Linked DNA regions of Sus scrofa: region 2 is linked to region 1. A link is a contact called in public Hi-C data. All regions are on one chromosome and are shown on one strand. Each heading gives the region's core, a stretch centred on a gene start, on an enhancer-like site or on the middle of the called end of the contact. The rest is flanking DNA. Distances are from core to core; before and after follow the strand shown. Region 1 holds the start of LOC100514323 (NACHT, LRR and PYD domains-containing protein 1a-like). Region 2 holds the start of C13H3orf80.

Evidence for each region. A called contact is a pair of places that touch in the nucleus more often than the background predicts.
Region 2: a contact with region 1 is called in a Hi-C map of skeletal muscle, with 3 times the contacts expected there. The contact joins the promoter of C13H3orf80 here to the promoter of LOC100514323 in region 1. A contact is called at or near these places in 2 of 47 Hi-C or Micro-C datasets (heart right ventricle and skeletal muscle).

Annotation. Positions count from the first base shown.
Region 1 is chr13:99,784,980-99,788,257 of Sscrofa11.1, reverse strand. It overlaps LOC100514323 (NACHT, LRR and PYD domains-containing protein 1a-like), which reads left to right and starts at 1,744. Exons shown (of 17, transcript XM_021069727.1): 1 at 1,744-2,045. The coding sequence starts at 2,014. LOC106507994 (a long non-coding RNA gene) reads right to left here and starts at 2,789. Exons shown (of 4, transcript XR_001304462.2): 1 at 2,366-2,789.
Region 2 is chr13:99,923,261-99,926,538 of Sscrofa11.1, reverse strand. C13H3orf80 reads right to left here and starts at 1,653. Exons shown (of 2, transcript XM_021069728.1): 1 at 1-1,653. The coding sequence starts at 1,018. The coding sequence ends at 266.

The sequences.
Region 1 (3,278 bases), core at 495-2,994:
AGTGAGGCAGGTAGGGGTATTCTGGGGCTGAGACATTTGGAGAAATCTAAAAGACACATCCCAGGAGTTCCTGTTGTGGTGGGCAGCGGAAATGAATATGGCTAGTATCCATGAGGATGTGGTTCCATTCCTGACCTTGCTCACTGGGTTGGGGGATCCGGTGTTGCTGTGAGCTGCAGTGCAGGTTGCAGATGGCTGGGATCCTGAATTGCTGCAGCACTGGCTGCAGCTGTGACCAGCAGCAGTAGCTCTGATTCAACCCCTAGCCTGGGAACTTCCATATGTTGCAGAGCTGCGCCCCCCGCCAAAAAAAAAAAAAAAAAAAAGAAAAAAAAAAAAAGGACAACACATCCCTTCAAAGCACAAAGGCACATTTTCTTCCCCAGCTTCAGGCATTACATGAAGTCGTTTCCCTTCAGTTAAGGGTATCTCAATCTATGGAGAATTTCAGGAAGAGCAAAGTAGAGGACCAGTCCTGGACTCTGTCTTTTCCTCCTTCCTGCAGTAAGTGTATTTCTTTCTTTCTTTTTTTTTTTTTCTTTTTGTTGTTGTTGTTGTTGTTGCTATTTCTTGGGCCGCTCCCGCGGCATATGGAGGTTCCCAGGCTAGGGGTCGAATCGGAGCTGTAGCCACCGGCCTAACGCCAGAGCCACAGCAACGTGGGATCCGAGCCGCGTCTGCAACCTACACCACAGCTCACGGCAACACCGGATCGTTAACCCACTGAGCAAGGGCAGGGACCGAACCCGCAACCTCATGGTTCCTAGTCGGATTCGTTAACCACTGCGCCACGACGGGAACTCCAGTAAGTGTATTTCTAAGCACCTACTGTGAGCCAGACCTGGGCTAGATGCTGTGTGATACCCACCACCTCATGGAAAAGACAGACAAGAAAACAATCATGCTGAAAAACAGCTAAGAAAAAAACAGTGTACAATGAAGGCCACCAATAGTCTAAGCAGTGGTTCTCACATTTTCCTGAGTTTTTTTTTTTTTTTTTTTTGTCTTTTGTCTTTTTAGGGCCGCACTTGTGGCATATGGAGGTTCCCAGGCTAGGGGTCGAATCAGAGCTGTAGCCGCCGGCCTACACCACAGCCACAATAACTTGCGATCCGAGCCACTTCTGCAACACCACAGTTCGCGGCAACGCCAGATCCTTAACCCAGTGAGCAAGGCCAGGGATGGAACCCGAAACTTCACGGTTCCTAGATGGATTTGTTTCTGCTGCACCACAACTGGAAACTCCTTCCTGAATGTTTTAATTGCCTGGATCTTTAAAAAATACTGACACCTGGATCTCACTGCACTAATTGGTCTGGGATACCGCTTGAGGCTTTGAGATTTGATAAGCTCTCTGGGTGATCTAATGTGCAGCAAAGTTTGGGGACCACTGGCTTAGTCCATCCATTCTTACAGTTTGGGGTGGGGGTGTTTAATCATGTGAAAGCCAGAGTCCCTCATTCCAGATACCTGTATTTAGATACAAAATCTGAAAGAATTTCAGGGGGCTTACAGATCCTAAGAAAATCTGAGAATTCCTCCGGGGAGGAGGTTGTCTCGTGAAAAATCACAGATACAAGAGTATCCAACCCTCCTGAGCTCTCTGTCCCCTCTAGAAAGGAGCTGGCCCTTTTCTTTCACAGAATCTCTGCGCGTTAGTGTCACCAAACCTAGTTCTCACAGGGCAGTAAGCAGCCACCGAGCGGCCGGTGTGCGCACGTGTGCGAGTGTGCACGCCGGCGTGCACGCGCGGGGGCGCGGGCGATCGTGCGTTTCCGTTTAGGAGCCCCGACTGCCTTCGGCTGCGGCTGCGGCAGGGCGCCCGGCGCCCCCTCCCTCCCAGTCCCCTCCCCTGGTGGCTCTCGCTCGCCCTTTTCCCTCCCCCAGCAGCGTCGGCAGCCTCCGGGTGCGTAGGGCAGCTCAGCACGCGAACCTCTCCAGCAGGCGCCCCGGCGCGAGCCGAGAGCAGATCCCCGGGCGCGCAAGGCGCCGCCTCCCAGCCGCAGAGCGACGATGAGCGGAGGCGAGGGGGTCGTGGAGAGCAGGTGAGCGCCGCCGCCGGGCTGGGTGTAGGGGTGTAGGAAAGAGGGCGCAGTGGGGGTGGGGGTGCACCCGGACCTAACATCCACGCGTGGAGAAGGGGCTTTGCCCCCTTCATCCTGCTCCACCGCGGACTCTGTTTTTGCCCTTTTCCCAGGCGGGGCGCTTTCGCCCTTTTCCCGCCCGGGCATCCCCGCTCCGGCCTCACAAAGCACCCGTAGGCGGCGGCGCATGCCCCGCGCGGGCACGGAGCATTGGGGAGGCGAAGCGCCCGTCATTCCCAATTCTGACTTCCCACCCCCAGCCCAGGCCCTGGCGGCGGCACCTGGGTCGGGCGGACCTCACTGTGGTGGCGCGCTGCTGGAAGGCCCGCGCTCCGGACCGGGAGGCGGGGCTACGGGCTGCGCTGCTGCCCCTTGTGGCCGCGGCTTCCTACAGCCCGCTGCCTAGCCGCGCGGCGGCAGGTGGGCAGATTTGTTCTCATCTTCCAGTTGGAAGCAGTAGCGGGGCGCGGGCGGGTGAGGAGGAGGGCAGGTCGCCCTGCGGCATCCCCTTTGTTCTTTGCGGGTGGACTCGCCCCCTTCCGGCTTCCGCGGGTGACTCCCCGCCTCCCGCCTCCGAGGCCTGGCTTCTGCTGTCCTCATCTGCTCCCCTGTCCTTGAGCTTCAGCTTCCTGGAGCCCCTGCGCCTTTTGCATCTGGAAGTGAACTTTGGAGATGTTTCTGAACATCCGCGCTTTGGCCTCCCGGCTTTCAAGTTGTTTTCATTGACAGCAGGGTTATTTCCTTAACGCCCCCCTTGGGCCATGCGTGGAGCACCTCCCCCCGCCCTCAGCCTCTCTGCCCCCGCCCACCCCCCTGGGTCACTAAAGTCTGGAGCACAGAAGGCGCGGGATCAACAATGCTTGGAGGGTTTCTGCTATTATTGTAAAGGCAGCCGTTGTCTGTGTTTGTCATCAACGTCTCATCAGCGTCTCACAGACGTTTAAAAGCGGCTGCTTTTTAGGTGGCAATGTCTAAAAAGAGCTGGTTTGGGGATTCTCGAACGGTGCTGTGGTCAGGTTCTCCAGAGGTACCCACTGTCATCTGCACAAGCAGACTTTTAACATTGGATGTAGTGTTTCAGCAAAAGACACGTGATGGTTTGTTTGTGAAATGTATCCTTTTAGGTAATCCTCTCATTGCGGTAAGCGCTTACAGGAAGTTCACCCAAAACAGTGTAGACGCACTCAGCAAAGA
Region 2 (3,278 bases), core at 404-2,903, 140 kb before region 1:
GGGGACGTCCTCCAGAGCTGTACTCCGGCCTCGTCTGCTGCTGTGTCGCCCCCGCCACGCGTGCCTACGTTTCCTTGAACCAAATGAAACGTAGGAAAACTTAAGAACCCGGGGGAAGCGGGGTAGGGGTAGCCCCAACCTAGTCGCAGGGCAACAGGTAGGGACTGAGGCAATTGGCAGCGGCCGAGGTCACCCCAGCCATTGTGTCCCACCCGCAGTCCCCGGCCCAGTTCTGTCCGCGTGGTCCCTGGGCTGCCCTGGGCGCTCAGATAAGCGGGAAGCGGCCCTGGCCGCCGTCGTTTGACTCCCCCGCGCCGCCACCTCGCGGGCGGCCGAGCACAGACACAGGCAACACAACATCCCCGGGACTGAGCTGCTGCAGCCGCATGGACTCCTCGTAGGTTGGCAGGTACTTGACCTCCTCGTAGCTGGGCAGCTGCAGGAAGACGGGAGAGACTACGCGCAGCTCATGCTCCGAGGCGCAGGAGGTGGCCGAACGCCCGCCGCCTGCCCTGCCCCGGCCACCGCCGCCACTGTCCAGCAGCGAGTCCTGAGAGCCGGCAGCCGCCTCGTCGCGCAGCAGCGCGGGCGAATCATCGTCGTCGTCGTCCGGCGGCACTGGGGCCCCCGGCTGCCCTGCGCACCCCGGTGGCCCCGGCCGCCCCTGCCCCGGCCGCGCCTGCCCGCGCGGATACCTGCGTGGACTGGGGCAGATGATGCGCTGCAGGAAGTAGCCGATGGCGAAGAGCACCAGCAGGATAAGCAGCCCGGAGAGCTTGCGGACAAACCAGCCCACGTTGTCGAGGAAGGCGTGCAGCGGCAGCTTGCAGCAGCGCACCGCGGTGGCATTGGCCGCGTCGCAGCAGCGCTCCCGCTCGCCGCATGCCAGCTCCGCGCAACCCCCGCCGCCCCGCGAGGGCGCCACCAGCGCTAGCGTCAGCAGCAGCAGCAGCGGCAGCAGCGGCGGCGGCGGCGGTGCCACCGACAGGCCCTCGGCCGTGACCCCCAGTCCCCACATGGCTCGCGGGCACCGTCGCTAAAGTCCGGGGCAGGGGAAACAGTCTGTCTGCGTATCCGTCGGCCCCTCCCGTCGCGCTCGGTTTGAGTCCCGCGCGCCGTCTCCCGCGCCTCCGCTACCTGCGGCCAGAGCAGTCCTCACTTGGCCACGCTTGGGCGGAAGGAGGAGCCCGAGGCGCGCCGAGGCTGCAGGAGGCGGCCGCTTCCCGCCGCCAGAACAGCCTCCTTAGCTTCTGACCTTAACCTGGCGCGCCCAGCCGCTCCTTTCGGGTGCAGGGCGTTCGGAGCCGCCCAAGATGGCAGAGGCAGCCTGCGCTGGGTTGCCGTGGGCATCTTGGCCACGGCCGGCCGCGCTCTTCCAAGTCCCCCCTGGGGACCCTCTGGGGCTGGAAGGGTTAACACTCAGAGCTCAGCATGGGAGCCTCCTGATTTTGATTAATTCACCCGTCTTGCTCTTTCCCCGCCGTACGGGCGGGGGCTCTTGCTCGCGGAGGTGTCTCACTTTTAAGTGATTGGATTTCCCCGGGAATGTTATTTAAATTGACTTGCGACTAGGATTCGCTTACCATCCTTCTTGTGATCTTTCTGATTAAAAATGGATGATGGCCATTAATGGCTAACGCAGCCCCGCAACCATCTCCAAGCTTGGGGTGGGTGTGGGGGTGGGTGTGGGGGTGGAGGGGTTGGGGACCGCGGGATGGTTCTGCTTTCAGCCAGAGCCAGGGGGCTGGAAATCTGGTACCACCAGAAGACCTCCAGAACAAATGGAGACTTCTCCTGAGAGGCTAAGGTCAGGGTATCACGGAAGAATTCGCAGAGGGGCAGGGGGTTCTCCGCCAAGGTTGAGGAAGGAGAGGAGAGGGTGCATATATTTCTCCAGGGGCTCATCCGACAAGCTCCCACTGCACCCAAAGGACAGAGCAGGGGTTTGGGTTTGGGGTGGAAGAAGGCCTCTCCAGGATAAGTAACACATCTGTGAAATGTCAAAGGGGAGATGTTAGTGGTTGGCAACGTTCCTGAGCATTGATCTGCTCTAAAGGGTCTTTTTCAAGGTTATTCCTGTTTGCAAAGTTTGCCTTAAAGGAAGGATGTGCTCCCATTTAGCGCATGGGGTAACCACTCCCGGGTTAAGCTCCTGGTGCACACGGGAGGGATGGTGGTTTCTGTGGCCCCCGACAGGCACCACCTGCTGGGTGGTGGCCTTCAGGAACTCCTTAGAATGACACCATGAAGAAGCCAGGAGCTTGTGCTTTTATTAAGGCAGACGGAAACAATCATCCTTACTGGATTAAGATTTATTAATTCCCTTACCCCTTGAACATTAAGTCTCCTATAGAGAAACCAAAAGGGAAATCCCATAGTCATTGGAAGAAAAAGTAAAAGCAAAGGAAAAATATGGAGACATGCAAGACTCAACTGTAGGTCAGGTAAAAGCAAAGATTTCTCTCAGAGTAAGTCACATTGTATCTCCCTGATAGCCTTATGGAATAAGGTTAGGGATGCTAGTTCAATTTAGACAGGTCATTGCTCCTCCTAAATGAAAATATTTATTTATTTATTTATTTCTTCTGTCTTTTCTCTTTTTAGGGCCGCACCCGCAGCATATGGAGGTTCCCAGGCTAGGCGTCTAATCAGAGCTGTAGCCTCTGGCCTGCACCACAGTCACAGCAATGCCAGATCTGAGCTGTGCCTGCAACCTACACCACAGCTCATGGCAACCCAGATCCTTAACCCACTGAGTGAGGCCAGGGAGTGAACCCACAATCTCATGATTCCTAGTCGGATTCATTTCTTCTGTGCCACGATGTGAACTCCTTTAAAAAATTTTTTTTTCTCTAAATGAAAATATTTTAAATATATCTGCAGCTGGGAACACCTCACTTTGCCTCCCAGTCCAAAGCAATCCTTTCTTCTGGGAAAAGCTCCAAAGTGTCACTCTATCGAGCTACTTCATGTGAAGCTTGGTTGGACCCAAGTCCTTCTTCTAAGTTCTCCTAAAGCCACATTTCTCTGTGCCATCATCTGTCTCTCAGTAGTGAGGCCTGAAACCAATTCTGTAAAGACTGACTAATGAGAGGTTTTAAATTGTTGTTTAGATAACAGGGTGGAAATAATTCATTTTAAAACAATGAAAATTGTGTTATTCTTTAATTTTTTTATTTTTTTATTTTTAGGGCCATACTTGCAGGATATGGAGGCTCCCAGGCTAGGGTAGAATCAGAGCTGTAGCTGCCAGCCTATGCCACAGCCACAGCAACTGC